2 separate regions of the Oryctolagus cuniculus genome follow, and region 2 is linked to region 1. The links are chromatin contacts, called in public Micro-C maps. All regions are on one chromosome and are shown on one strand. The core of a region is the stretch at or near the end of the contact, and the rest is flanking DNA. Distances in the headings are between cores, read along the strand shown.

Evidence for each region. A called contact is a pair of places that touch in the nucleus more often than the background predicts.
Region 2: a Micro-C map of ear pinna shows a contact between it and region 1, with 3 times the contacts expected there. The contact joins the promoter of ARRDC3 here to the enhancer-like site in region 1. A contact is called at or near these places in 5 of 6 Hi-C or Micro-C datasets (ear pinna, embryonic fibroblasts, psoas muscle and 2 more).

What each region holds. Positions count from the first base shown.
Region 1 is chr14:14,066,433-14,074,170 of mOryCun1.1, reverse strand. No RefSeq gene overlaps it. Among named protein-coding and RNA genes, the nearest start is that of ARRDC3, 61 kb to the left of the region's middle. Within about 2 kb of position 3,435, at least 2 of the 8 cell types and tissues checked have an H3K27ac peak or open chromatin away from gene starts, as enhancers often do. A contact at or near this core is called in ear pinna, where this site is marked.
Region 2 is chr14:14,127,219-14,134,962 of mOryCun1.1, reverse strand. It overlaps ARRDC3 (arrestin domain containing 3), which reads left to right and starts at 4,077. Exons shown (of 8, transcript XM_002713914.5): 1 at 4,077-4,683. The coding sequence starts at 4,404.

The DNA of each region.
Region 1 (7,738 bases), core at 2,186-4,685:
TTCATCAGGGAAGAAAGGCTGGCCTGCTATTTGTCCATTTTGCATCCTTGTGAGTGTGTGCTTGCTGCAGTGTGCACAGGGTCAGGCAGGGGTGGGAGAGACGGTGGCAAAGCAGGTGTGCAGCTCCTAACCTTATGGCATTTCTGCCTCCCACCCCAGATGGGAAAAATGTACTCCCCACAAAGCAGGTGCCCCTGCCTGGCGAGCCCCAGCATGTAGCTCCGGCCATGCTCCCAGGATCTCAGATACTTGTTTGTCGAAAAGCCACATGAGAGAAAAAAAGCAAGAAGAAGGAAGGAGGGGAAGGAAGCAGGAATGGAAAGAGCTGAGAGGAGTGCAAGCAGTTGCCTTGGGGCCGGCTCTGTGGTATAGTAGGTTAAGAATCCACCTGTGGTGCCAGTATCCCATCTAGCTGCCAGTTCGAGTCAAAGCTACTCCACTTCTGATCCAGCTCCCTGCTGATGGCCTTGGAAAGCAACAGAAGATAGCCCAAGTGCTTGGGCCCCTGTACCCACGTGGGAGACCCAGAAGAAGCTCCTGGCTCCTGACCCAGCTCCGGCCTTTGAGGCCAGAGTGAAGCAGTGGATGGAAGACCTCTCTCTCTGTCTCTGCCTCTCTGTCTGTAACTCTGCCTCTCAAGTAAATAAATAAATCTTAAAAAAAAAAGTTGCCTCAACACCATTTTTTTGTTCTCCTTGTACTTGCAAATGAACATGAAAGCATCAAGGTATTTGTTTTCTTCTGTAAGATTTCCAAAAGGACTAAAGGCTTTGGCTCTTGGGTGGATTTGAAGAGTCAGCAGTGCCTCACAACACTTAGTCTCTTAACAGAGAGGTACAGCAGCAGGCGAGCTCTTCCTGACACTAGGTCAACTCTAGAAGTCCTGAGAATCACTTCTGAGAGTAAGCGGAACCGTGTTCTGATTCCTCTGGTGGGCCATGCCCAACAGGTGCTTCAAAGAACGGCTTGCAAATCCGTGTGACCTTGAACAACTAATTGTAGACGAGTTGGAAGGATTCGCTGAATGGTGCCTGGCACACAGTAGGCATCTCGTAGGTAGAAGCCATCACCACCACTGCTTCTTTTATTATCATTACCATTACTACCTCTACTGCCATAGCTTAGGTCACACCTAAGGCCAGCAGCTAATGCAAGGTGTGACCCTTGGCCTCTGTTGAATGACGGAATACTGTAATTCAGGATGTCTCAGCCTTTCTAGACACGTGCTCATCTTCTGATAAACATACGAGTCTTAAGTTGATCTCCAGCTGAAAGCTCTGTAAAGAGATATTATATAGGTAACAGGCCACGTGTTTACAAAGTGCTTAACATGTGTAATTTGTGGAAGCGATATTTTTCGAAACATAAAATTCAGAGGCCAGCGCCACGGCTCACTAGGCTAATCCTCCACCTAGCGGCGCCGGCACACCAGGTTCTAGTCCCGGTCGGGGCGCCAGATTCTGTCCTGGTTGCCCCTCTTCCAGGCCAGCTCTCTGCTGTGGCCAGCGAGTGCAGTGGAGGATGGCCCAAGTACTTGGGCCCTGCACCCCATGGGAGACCAGGAAAAGTACCTGGCTCCTGCCATCGGATCAGCGCGGTGCGCCGGCTGCAGCGCGCCGGCCACGGCAGCCATTGGAGGGTGAACCAATGGCAAAGGAAGACCTTTCTCTCTGTCTCTCTCTCTCACTGTCCACTCTGCCTGTCAAAAAAAAAAAAAAAAATTCAGTAACACTGGATGTTTTAAAAGATTAGGTATAACCCAAACATGACAAGGATCTCCTGACCTGCCCCATTCTGTATGCCTGTGACTGAAGGAGGAAAAGAAAGAGGAGGAGGAGGAACAAATGGAGGGGAAAGAGGAAGGAAAAAATCCACATCAAAATTACTGCAGTTTATTGGGGATTTAATTGACATTTTTTAAAGTACTAGTGAGATATTCTGCATCTCACTGCACAGACAGCTACAGAGCTGGTTCAAACCTTGATCACTTTCCTGCAGATTGTCAGCACTCTTAGAAATTCCAGTATGTCCCATCACATAGATTCTTCTTCTGTTGAATGACACCTTTCTTTCCCTGTGCTCTCCAGGTTGTCCCACAGGCAGCGTCTGCTCTCACAGCAGTCAACTTGAGAACCTCGATTCTTCTCACCTGTCACATCATTTGGCTTCACAAAGGACTGGAACCTGGATCCACACTGGTGTTTTCAAAATCAAAGCGTGAAAACAGCTGTTTAGCCAAGAAGGGTGATAGCAATAACAGCAAGAAAAATTGATTCACAAAAGAGTCACAGAAACCCAACAGTACTTAAGTCCTCACCCACAAGCACAGTTTTGTGACTGTTTTTGTTTTGTTCGTTGGTGTAGCCAAAGCTTCTAAGCCTAGCATATGGAAGTTGCTTATGTATATTAAGATGCTTGATATATATATTGAATGACTAAGTGAATGAGTTTGCGAGTCAACATTCCAAGTAAAACAAAACACCATTGGATTTCTTTTTTCTGCTTTTTTCTTTTAAATAAGCTGTGTGAGACCAACAGTCATATATATGTCGGCAGAAGAGCAAGGCAGTTTTCTGTCATTAATTTTTTATTATGTTACTTTAGGTCAAATGTCACAGAAAATTATGTTGAACTCTTGACCAATCTATCTATTTTTTCCATTGGAATATTGGCGCAAATAAGAAACAACATCAAGGAAAAATTATTTTTTGGCAGGAACAATATCCTCTCTAAATTCTTGTGTGTTTTGTTTTGATTTTTCCTTAGTGACTGGAGGCCAGTTTCTATCCTCTGAAGCATGGATTCCAAATTTCCAATCTGGTTTTCTTGAGGACTGACTGGGCGCCAAGAATTAGGCAATGACACAACATCACCACTGACACACACACACACACACACACATATGTGTACAGGCAGGCCTACACACACATGGACACATATACACACATGCAAACACACACACACACACACACCAAAGAGTCCAGGCCATAGTCCAGTGACTTGCAAGCTCCTCACTCAAATTATTTGTTTTTTCAAAATGATTTTTTCTTTTTAATTTCAACTGGATCTCTTCCCTACATCCTTAGCCAATTCTCATGAAATTTTTGTCTAAAACACTACTCAGTATATTCTGGATCCTAAACAATGTTGTAATGGAAATAATGGAACTACCTGTCCCCTGAGGATGACCAGTGTCTTCCACTTCTTTCTTTCTTCTGTTTAAAACTTTCTCTTGGCATACTTTGGAGTGAAGCAATGACCAGAAATGTAATTGCTGTTAAAACAATAATTCTGTTAGCCTAATAAAAAATCTAGGAACTAAATAATTTTTGGCAGTCTCCAGGAAATCAAGGGTGGGCAATGTCAAGGGTGCCTGCAGGTGTGAGAGAACAGGTGTCCACCGCGGGAACCACGAGCAGTGGGCCTGGACCAGGTTCGGCTCTGTTGGGAGACTTGGAACAGCTCGCTTCACCTGAGCCTTTGTTTCTTCAGCTGTGGCCTAGCAATGTCCACAAGAGCTGCTTATTCTGTGAACCTCCTTTCTACACTTCGCCTGTTGTTACATGAATCCATAAACACCGGAATAACCTTTTCCTGTTCCTGTCAAGTTCTCCATGACAGACACAAATATTCATTCACCTGGTAGCTTTGGCTTCTTAGATTTTGATGGTGAGACTATCTCCAAGGGGACTTTCCATCAGGAGCTGGCAACAACATGTGAGGTCATTTGCGTTCTTGGCAGAGATAGGAGAATGGGTAGAGAGGAAACCAGGGTGTCAAGAGCATATATTTTAGTTGGGCCTAATAACTTCCCAGATAGCAATTTTAGTTCATATTTGGTAAGTCCGTATTACATGCCACAGCCTTGTAATGAATTACCTCATTTAGTTCTTACACCTGTCCTTCATGATAGCGTATCAGGATGTTTGACTAGAAAGTACTGAAAAAACTCCAAAGGACTAGAAACAATAGAAGCAATTTTTTGGCTGGAGTCACTGAGGTTGGTCCAGCAATGCGGTCTCCACATTGTCGGGGGAGCCCCAGGCTCTGTCCCGGTCCTGCCAGCCAGTGCTGGATTTCTGCTGTCATTGATTCCCCCTTGTAGCATGGTCGGCAGCAGGAACGCTTCCCTTCCCATAGTTAGCCAGGGGAGAGAGCAACGTCACAAACAAGGAAAAAACCGAAAAGCTTCCTTCTTCCCTGTGTAACTGCAGTCAGTGCTTATCTCAGAAGCAGTAGCCACAGGCAAGGGGGAAGAATGCTACCAAGTAATTAACCAAGGTTCCACTTCCTGGATTCAAAGGGTTAGTCTTATTCTAGGTGACTTGGATGAATTAGAATTTGCTCCTAGAACTGGAGCATTCCCTGAGTCTTATTGCTGGCTATGCCATGAGAGAAAGGGATTGAACTTCAGGGAGTCAACTACAGTGTGGATTATAGAAAAATATGCAAAAAGTTTATGAGAAAATAGAATTAAAAGATCCATTTTGGGCCAGCACTTTGGCGCAATGGGTTAAGCTGCACCAGCATCCCATATGGGAGATGGCTTGTGTCCTGGCTGCTCTACTTCTGATCCAACTCCCTACTATTGTGCCTGGGAAGGCAGTGGAAGATGGTCCAAGTGTTTGGGCCCCTGCACCCACAAGGGAGACCTGGAAGAAGCTCCTGGCTCCTGGCTCCAGCCTGACACAGCTCTGGCTGTTGCAGCCATTTGGGGAGTGAACTAGCAGATGGAAAACCTCTCTCTCTCTCTCTCTCTCTCTCTCTCTCAACTCTGACTTTCAGTAAATGAATAAATCTTTTTAAAAAAGGTCAAGGTTAGTGCAAAAACATTTTGAAATCTATGCATCGTCTTTTCATAATTTGCATTTTTCATACATTCTTTGAAGACCCCTTCTATAGATTTCAATGTTTCTTTACACCAAAATAAATGGTCTTTTAATTTCATTTTTCATGTCTGTGAAATTGACGTGCCTGTCAATTTCTGCTTTACAGATGAGAAAAAAGTGAGGTAAGGGCTGGTTTGATGGAGAAGTTAAATAACTTGTCAAGATCTCAACTAAACCTAGGCCCAGCTGTGTGTACTTCTAGAAGCCCTCCAGGTGATTTTAATGCTGGCTATGAGAAACAAGGTCTAAGATCACTGGTTCAGTACCTGGTATATGTACTTTTATTTCTTTATATTGTTCCAAAGTCAATGAGTATGTTGACTTCTATCTCCAGGAGTTCACATTCAGGAGGATTAGAGAAAGGAGGATGAAATGTCTTTAACCCAGGACCATACTGATTGATAAATGCCCTAATACAAGTTGCATGTGCTTTTAAAACTGATGGAGGATTCAATTTATTTCAAGGCTTTTTAAATTAGATAATAAAGAGAAAGAGAGAAATATTTAGAAATTATTGAATAGTACAGAGAAAATTCTAGTGGTTACTGCAATTTATATATATAGAAAAAATTAAAAATGCATCAATATAAGCTAATAGAGGCCTCATATCATGCAGGAACAAAAATCTATCAGTAGATGTCAGAAGACAGGATTTGAGTCCTGATGCTACATCCTCAAAGTCCTATTTTACATAAAAAGAAAGATATTTGTCACCTTTCTAGGTTCTTAAGCAGGGGAAAATCATGTGAGCCCGGGCATGTGTATGTTTAAAGATTCCACAGGGGAATATGGGCACACACAGCTTAAGTAACACTGGACCAGGGCAGCATTGTGGCTCAGTGGGTTAAGCCATCACCTGTGATGCCAGCATCCCATATTAGCACTAACTGGAGTCCAGGGTACCCCACTTCTGATCCAGCTCCCTGCTAATGTGCCTGGGAAAGGAGCAGAGAATGGCCCAAGTGTTTGGGGTCCTGCACCCATGTGGGAAACCTGGATGGAGTTCCTGCCTCCTGGCTTCCCTTCTACTGGTTCAGCTCTGGCTGTTGCCACCATCTGAGAAGTGACCAGCAGATGGAAGATTCTCTATGTCTCTTTCTCTCTCTCTCTCATCTCTCCCTCTCTCTCTCTGTACCACTGCCTTTCAAATAAATAAAATAAATCTTAAAAAAAAAAGAAAAGAAACACTGAACCAAATGGTCTCTAATCCATGACTGTAGATTAGAAAATAACCATATGTAAGCTTCACACATCAGGGCACACATCACTATTGTTAAAATCTATGAGCCTATCTCTGGGATATTTTTGTTGTTGTTTTGTTTTTGCTTTTGCTCAACATCTGTGAAAATATACCAGTATCTGAACATCTAACTCATCGAGGGGAAACATCTGCATAATGTGACAAAGTCCTTGGCAGTCTCTTCCAGACCAGGCTCCTGAGAATTGTCACCCTCCTTTTCCAGACGGATAAACAGAGACAACCCAGGATAAAGGCCTTCCTTGGCGCCACAGATTTGAGTCACTAAATGAGAACTAATGAAGCCAATCTTCTCACCAGTTCAAGAACAGAGTGTTCAAGCTCTTGCAATCAACAAGGACTTTGGGGAAGATGATACTTTGCTGAAAAGGTGCACAAGTGACTCCTATAGTGGGTTCCGTGTCTGTGGGTTCGACATGCTCAGACATTGTTTTCTTATCATTTGTCTGAAACAATAACGTATAACAATGATTGATATAAATTTTACTCTGCTTTAGGAATTGTAAGTCATCCAGAGATAATTTAAAGTATAAGGGAGAATGTGCTATGTAGATTACATGCAAATACTACACCACTTTATTTCTTTATTTTAAGGATTTATTTATTTATTTATTTCAAAGGCAGAGCGACAGAGAGAGAGATATCGATCTTCTGTTGGTTGCTTCACTCTCCAAATGGCTGCAATGTCTGGGGCTTTCCAAGAGAAAGCCAGGAGCCCGGAACTCGATCCTGGTCTCCCACATGGGTGGTAGGGAGCCAAGTACTCAGGCATTTTCTGTTGCTTTCCCAGGCACATTAGCAAGGAGCTGGATCAGAGGCACAGGTGTCAAGGCTCTGACTGGATCTCTGCTATTGGATGCCAGTTTTGCAAGCAGGGGCTTAACTTGCTATGTTACAATGCTGACCCCATTATGCCATTTTGTATAATGGACTAAACACTTGTGGATTTTGGTATTTATGGGAGGTGGAGATTCTAGACCCAACCCTCATGTATACTGAGGCACCACTGCATACGTAGGTGATGTGTACAGGCAGAGGAAAATCAACCCCTCTAACTATAAGCAGTAGAGGCAGAAGGAAAATAAAGTTATAGCCAACAAGCATCTGGGGAAAAAGTATAGCTGTTTATCAAGTGCTGTTTTTACACAGTAAAATAAAGGCAAAAGTACTCTTCTTTCAGCAGTAATCTTACCCCTTGAGTAATTGATTGACTCATCCATTCATTCAATAGACATTATTGATAATCTTTGATGTGTTGAGCATTCAGCTCCATACTGGAAATACCATAATGACCAAAGCTGAAAGAAGTAATAATAGCAACAATAGCTGAATTAGCAGGTACTGATATTTTGAGTAAAATATCAAAACTCCATGTGAACTGGCATCTCTTTGGGCTCCATCCTTTGGACACAATGCAGCTGATCCAGCCTGAACTTCCCAGCTGCGGGACTGTCCACCAGAAGCTGTTGTTGAGCCTGCCTGTGGCTGGTGACGCACACTCCAGAGAGTATGGATTTGTAATTATTGTCCTAGAGAGGGCCACGAGAATGACCGCATCCTTTTTATGGTGGTAATTTTCAGTTGCTGAAGC
Region 2 (7,744 bases), core at 2,828-5,327, 60 kb before region 1:
CACACATCCAAAAGCTGCTGAACTCAGGAATTAAAGCTCTTTTCTCAAGATTTATGGGGCCTGGCATTGTGGCATAATGGGCTAACCTACCACCTGAGATATCAGCACCCTATATGGTCACCAGCTCAAGTTTTAGCTCCTCCACTTCCAATCTAGCTCCCTGCTAACACACTTGGAAAAGCAGCAGCAGATGGCCCAAGTCCTTAGGCCACTCCCCCAATGTGGTACCTTGCAACATTCTCTCATTGCCACCTGTGTATGAAAAAACTCTTCCAAGTTTTCCTCTCCTTCTGGATTTGCAGAAAGACCCACTGGGAAGCGGTGGAGTCTGGCTTTTTATTTATTTGTTTGCTTTTTGGTTATACATCTAGACAGAAACATGTAAAAATATTAACAATGATAACTCTGGGTAGATATTCTTTTAATCAAGTTATAAAAAACAACAGGTTAAATTATACCCATACAACACAAATTATACTATTTCTTAAAGAGAGAGAACAGAAAATAAATTTGTTTCTGAACTTACCACAAAACCTGTAATTTATTTATATGTCCATTAAGGATGAAGAATGAAACAAAATAATATGTAATTCACTTTCAAATATATTTTTAAAATATTACTCATTTTGCTAATAATATATCAAATCTTTACTCCAGTCTCCATACCAAAGTCAAACCTGTTGCATTTTGACAATGTTAAAGAGTTGAGTCAGAGTTACAAAACCTTGAAATAGAGGATTAAGACTTACAAAAAATAAAATAAAACCTTAGTTACACAGCACTCAAACCTGTCAGGTGTTAATTAAGATAAATATTAAGCATGGATTTCATATTTTTCTGTGAGAAACAAATTCTAACTATAGGTATGGTTTTTCTGACCACCAAACATCTAAATTTTTGCTTGAGATGGGTTGCTTTAAAATGTTATTTGTTTGGAAGGCAGAAAGAGAAAGAGGAGATTGGTTCATCAACTAGTTCACTCCCCAAATACTGACAATAGACATGGATGGGCCAGGCCAAAGCCAGGAGCCCAGAACTCTATCTAGGTGTCCCACATTGAGCCATTAAAATGGTTTGCTTTTGTATATATAGTTGATATGTGAAAAACTACATACTTGGTAGTCAGTTTGAGATATCTCAATATTACATACCTTGATAATAATTACCATTTGTCAGTTTTTTTGGACAGAGTTCACACTTTTTTCAAAAAGATTCATTTACTTGAAGGGCAAGGTGACAGATATCTTTCATCTACTTCTCAAATGGCTGAAACACCAGGGCTAGGACAACTACTTAAGCCAGCATCCACTGCAAACTTCTGCACATCAAAGTACAACAGCCATTTGATTCAAAATTCAAGAAGTATATACACCATAAAAAGAGATGGCCTACCTTAGAAGCCATGAAAGAGGGGCTAGTTATTCTATCTACTCAGTTGTGCCAAGCGAGTCTGTGGAGGGGTGAGACGGGAAAGGAGATAAGACAGCAGTGGGAAGCTGTTCTGGGCACAGGAACCAGTGCGTAACTGCACATTGGCAACAGTGAGATGAGCTAACAAAGGGGACAGAAGATGCAGTTGACAGGAGCATAGAGAGTTAGCGGATGAGTAGGAGGAGATGGCAGATGAGACGTAGGCTGGGGTGGTAGGAAAGAGCCTTGGTGGTAAAGATGAATAGCTAAAATTTGGTGCAAAGCACAGTAGGAGCCCAGCGAAGCAAGCCGAACAGCCAGAGACAAGTTCCACTGGACAGCATTCCCAGGGGGCCTAATGTACAGACAGTTAGCCAGGGAGTCTGGCAAAGGGGAGGCTATGAAAGCCACGAGAGGAGAGGAAACAATCAAAATGTGGTCTAAGGGCTTTTTCTTTTTCTTTGAGAAATGAAAAAGATAAACAAAGATTTAGGGGTCTCTGTCTCTGGGATTTTCATTGTTGGAGAAAACAGGAGAGGAAAACAAAATGAAGCCAATAATTAAAAACACCTGAGGAACAGTCATGCCGCCAAGTCTACACGGAAGAAAGGTGATACAAAGTGTAAACGAGTGGGCTCCTGAGCAAAAATGGTGGCAGATAAGGATTTCCCAGCAATCTGTCAGTTACTATTTAGGAATAAAGAAAAACAGTAAAATAGATAATAATGGCAATGATTCAAAAGACCCTAAAAACTTTAAACACAAGGCATACAGTGAATCAATCACTTAATGTATTAAAACAACTTTCCAAAATGTGGATAAATATCCTAGGGCTTCTTTTTATATGCAATTCTAGTCTATTTACACAGCTAATTCTTATTTTTTTAATAATTCTTATTTCTTAAGAAACAATTAATTTTAATTAATCTTACTAAAATTCTAAAATATTCATTCTGACTAGCCTCCAGTAGCTATACATTTAGTGGTGAATTTATGTACTCTTTCCGTGTTGCACATTTAAATTTCTCTTGCTCAATGTCATTGTAATGCCTAATAAATACCATTAACCCTATGGTGAGGAAAAGCTGACATTCCAGCAAATTCACCATTTCTACCCGTAGGGGGCGGAAAAACATAAGTAGTATCTGTAATCTAAGCTAGTACAAGGACCCAGGTACTTTACCTAGATTTTCCACCAGGTGTCAACCAAGGGGGGAGGAAGGGGAGAATTTTCCAATACGGAAATACACAAATTCTTATTTTTAAACCTTAAAACTCATATAAACGGCATCACTCACCGTCCAAACCGTGTTCAGATTTACCCTTTCCAGATTATTGCTCCGGAGTCCTTAGACATTGCCTTGTCAACTAAAACCCAACCCAGTAAAATTTCACTTCCTCCAAAACAGCAAGGCCGAGTATCATTTATTGTGACTCCCGGGCTCCATCTACCCAAACATACTACGCAGAAGAATCTAAAACGTATGGACACAGCCGTAGCCAAAAACCTTCCCAAGAATTCCTGGTTACGTATATGTGGCTTCAGATTCCCATCTTTTTCTGTCTTTCTATAGCTCTCCTGACAGCAGCTCTGCGGAGGCCAGTAATCTACACGAGTTTGTGCTGTTACACTCTGCATCCCAGTGGGGCGTGACGCAGGCTCTGCTATTTCTTACCGAAACACTCACAATCAAAAAAGACAAATGTACCTATTAGGATGCACGGGAATGACTAGGCTGAACAGTCCAGCGGACAACCGCGGCTCCGCAGAATCCGCATCCTCACTGATGCTAAGAATTATGCTTTCCACACGCTGCATCTCGCTCCTTCAAACCATCGCTCGCGCTCCAGCAACTCCCCACCAAGGCTGTGCGCCGAGCCGCCACCGTGCCACCTGCCTTCTGCAAGGTGGCACTGTGGACGCGAGGGCTGCAGCCGCGCACCCTGCACCCTGACTCCGGCCACGGCTGGCGTCCCTAACAAGGACCTCGGCTTCCTCGGGGGAAGCGGGCCGCCTGCCCCCAACGTCGCCAGCGACTCGCTCGGGGTAGCCGGAGCCGGCACAGCCCCCCGAGGGGACGGGACCTACGCCTCTTCCTCGCTGCCTTAGGGCGTCCGCTCCGCAGGCCCCCTTTTGGCCTCCAGGGAGCTCACTTCCACCCCGTCTACAGCCATCTACGGACGCGCATAAAATCCACGCCGAGACTGCTCTCGTCTGTGACCACGATTCCTGGCCCGGTTTTCAGGACTTTTTTTTTTTTTCCTCCCGAAAGTCGTTAGCTCAGGCTCAGCCACCCAGCCGCTGGCCCGACCGGTTTCTCCCCCTTCCTCCTCCTCCCAGGCAGGCGGCGGGCGAATCCGCGCAGCGCCGCTAACGCGTGCGCCGGCCCGGCCGCCCCTCCACGCGGCCCGCGGTCCCTCAGCGCCCCGCCGGCGGTCGCTCTGTCAGAGGCCGCCCGGCCAGCGGCTCCGGGGAGCACGCCGGGGCTTTCCGGCAGCCCGCCCGCCAATGGGAGCCCACAATGCAGCGAAGTCCGGCCGGGCCTCCCGGCAGCGCCCGTGCCGGCTTCCCCGGCTCCACGCCTACTGTACCCGCGCGCGTGCCCGGCGAGGGCGCGAGCGCGGCGCGGCGCGGCGCGGCGGGGGCGCGCGCCCGGGGGGCCGGCGGCCGCGGCGGCGTGCGCGTGCGCACTGGGGTTGTTTTTCACAAAGCTGCTCTTAAAGTGAGCTGGCAGGCTCCGGCCGCCCGTCTTTGTAAGGAGACCACTGAGACGGGCGGGCGCGCGGAGCCGCCGCCGCAGCCTCTCTGCTGCCCTGACTTTTAAGAGCTCTCAATGAACTGTCTGTAAGGAGCTACTGATCCTGCCTGCAAGGGTTTGCATTTTTGCACGGCAGAAGCATCGATCAGTGTTGAGTGAAGATCCCATTTTATATGCGATCTTGACTTTTTTGGGGGTCTTACATTATATTTTTTATAGATTTTTGTTATCAACATGGTGCTGGGGAAGGTGAAGAATTTGACAATAAGCTTCGACTGTCTGAATGACAGCAATGTCCCCGTGTATTCCAGCGGGGATACTGTCTCAGGAAGGGTGAATTTAGAAGTTACTGGGGAAATCAGAGTAAAATCGCTTAAAATTCATGCAAGAGGACATGCGAAAGTACGCTGGACGGAGTCTAGAAACGCCGGCTCCAATACTGCCTACACGCAGAACTACACCGAAGAAGTAGAATACTTCAACCATAAAGACATCTTAATTGGGCACGAAAGAGGTAAGTTTTCCTACCATTCGGCAGTCTGCAGGCTGGCTTTCTCGGGTGGACGTGGTTCTCGCAGCGTAGCTCGGCCGTTTGCTGGAGGCTAGCAAAGTTGCGAGGTTTGGGTTCTCCTTGACGGGAGGCTGTAATGCGTGCCGGCATCTGCAAAGCGACTGCAAACTGCACCTCGTCTCCACCACCCCTGGACCCGGCTCGGGCTGTGCCATACGCACTTGCGGTCCATTTGCACCTCACTCGGAAATTCTGCTTGCCTCCGAGTCCATGATTTTACTGCTACGTTTTCAAATGAATTGATGAAAGCTGCGGTCCGGCATCAGATTTTTAAAATTTTTTCCTTTTTCTTTGCAACCTTAGCTCAAAACCTGAGCTTGAAGGAAGGAATGAAATAACATTTTAGGAGGGTTAGTAGATGTGTTTCCTTTTAATATTAACGTGCAAAGGACTTTATAAGGAATTGATCATTGTTCTTTGAGAGAGGGTTTCCCTGGCTTATTTTGACATATGGTATTACCAACACCCCACGTGTTTTTTTTTTTTTTTAACCTCTTCTTTCCAATGCTTTGGGAATTTTGCATCAAGCATTCCTTATTTTAAAAGACAGTATCTATCACCGTGGCCGGTGTTCAGTCAGGTTCAGAAGCCATTCAGGGCCAGCAGTTTCTTCTCCAAGCATCATGTCTAACTTTGGAACGTGCATTCAATGAAACCCTGCCAGTCCAATGGAATTGAAAAGTAGACCGCACACTGGACTTGATTTTTGGTTAGAAGGGGGAGATGGAGGGTTGTCAAAGGGAGAGGGGGTCCTGAGATTTCCCCTCTATTGTTTAGATGGCTACATTGTGGAAATATAGGAGACTCTAAGCTTGTTTTTCTAAGTTTCCACCCTTTGTTAGAAGCGGTTCAATCCTGTTTCGGACCAGTTCTGGGGGGTGGTGAGGAGGGGCGCTTGTGCAGCTCTCAGCAGATTGGTTACACGCGTCAGGTGGTGGCGATGACTTAATTCTAGCCCAAGAAGAATATAATGTTAAAACTGGTTATGTAATTTTGTGCTTCTCCTTTTTAATGCAGTATTTAGTGCAAATGCTGACTTTTTCAGAAAGAGGCTCGCTTTTATCTGCGTTTTTATATTCAAGATATACATCCCAGGGAAATGCTAATTGAATTAAGGGAAGGGAGAAATAAAGGAAGCGTTGAGTTACAGCATTATTGCATTTTTTTTTTAAATGCTCAGGTGAAATCAGTTCTTCGGCAGGGTTTCCACAGTTCACCTAGGTGGTTTTGCATCTTGAAGTAATTTCTAGTTCATCTTCCCAAGCGTTAACTCTGATAGGAAATGCAAAGCGCCTGATGACAGTTCTGCTGTGTGCTGCAAAGCGCACACGCGAGTTTGATTTCGAGCCTTTTATAAAATGAGAAGAAACAAAAGGTTTTTCTCTCAAGAGTTGAGCCTTGCAGTGAAGGGAAAGTAGAACAATGCGTTGGGGCGGAAAGCAAGGTCGTTAGCTGCACCTCGACTTCGTGGTGAGGAAAACCGAACGCCCCGCACCCAGCCGGGCGCCCCCCGAAGCCGGCCACGCGTGGACGAGCTTCTGCCTGGAGTAGTTTCAATGACTTTAGCTGAGAGCTCTCACACGAGCCTGGCAGCGGAGGCCCCGCCCCGGGCGGCCGGCGAGGGGCGGGGCCAGGTTTGTTAGCCTGTTGCTAAGGCGATGCCGGGCGCTGATTGGATTGGGCCGGCGCGGGTGGGGAGAGTGGGCTCCGGCCGGCTGGGGCGCGGCTTGGAACCGGCGTGCGCCGGTAAAGGTCCCTCCCGAGCGGCCGCCCCCGCCCGCGCTCGCGCGAGTGCGTTCCCGGGCTTCCGTGGGCTCCCGGGGCCCGCGTCGCGGCATGCCCTGCTGCTGTCCCTCTCTCCGGCCTGTTGGGGCCACGAGGGGGACGCCTCGTACGGGGCGCCAGCCGCTGCCGGCTTTCACAGGTGCAGAGTCGCCCTGGGCGCAACTTTTGGCCAGAGACCCTCGTAGAGGGGGCTGGCGTGAGGAGAGCGAGCGGGACCCCCGAGGTCGCGGGCGACGTGTCGGAGTGGCTCCCTTTCCTCTCGGCTGCCACAGACATGTGCCGACTGTCCAGTCAGCAGTCTGGCTACCTTGACGTGACCTGAGGGGGAGTCTGGCACTGGCTGGCCAGGGCAAAGAAAAGTGGTTTCAAATCCGGGAATCTGGGCGGGAGGGGGTCTCGGCGAGCGTCCCCGGTCCCTTCCCCATTGTTTCCCGGAGCCTCAGGCCCGCCACTTCCCCGGCCCGGTCTCCCTGCTTTGCAACTGTAAAGGTGTCAGGGTGGCCCGAGCCAGATCGAACCGGTCGCCGGCTGGGGCGTGTACAGCGGAAGCGCGGCGGCGCCCTCGCCCCGCCCCCGGTCCAGCAGGCTAGGCTGCGCGGGCGCGGGCGCGGGCGCGAGCGCCGCGCGACGTATGCCGTATGTATAGCGGAGCGCGCGGCCGGCGGCGGCGCGCGCGGGCGGGCTGGCTGGCTGACTGGCTGGCTGAGATCTGCTCGCGCCGGTTTAGGCCGGTCCTCTCCTGCTCCGGTCTAGTTCTTGATTGACAGCCAGGCACTTGTTTACCACGGCGCGGCCGCCGCCGCTCGCCTCCATGAGACTGCTGAGCTGGCACAAAAAGGCAGCGAGAAGGGAAGAAAGGCCGAGGAGGGCAAACTTTGGGGCGCCTTGAAAGGGGGCGCGTTTAAAGCCCCCAACCCTCCGGCTGGTGTTCTGGGCTGAGAGCCGCCCAGGGGAGTTGCCCGAGGGGTGAGGGAGATGAGCGTGGAGACGGGAGACAGTCGCCACGCTGTTGAGGCTGGAAGTGTGCGCGTGTGGGCGCCTTGACCCTTCTCCCCGGCGGCCCTCAGGAAGGCGCCTCGTTCCGGGGGCGACGCCGGGGTTGGCTGAGGGAAAAGTTCCCAGGTGGGACCGGTTTCGGGCCCTCCGGGGGTGACGGTGCGGGGTGCTCGCTGAGGAGACGCGGGGTGTGCGTGATTCTGGTCACGACCCGCGAGACCAC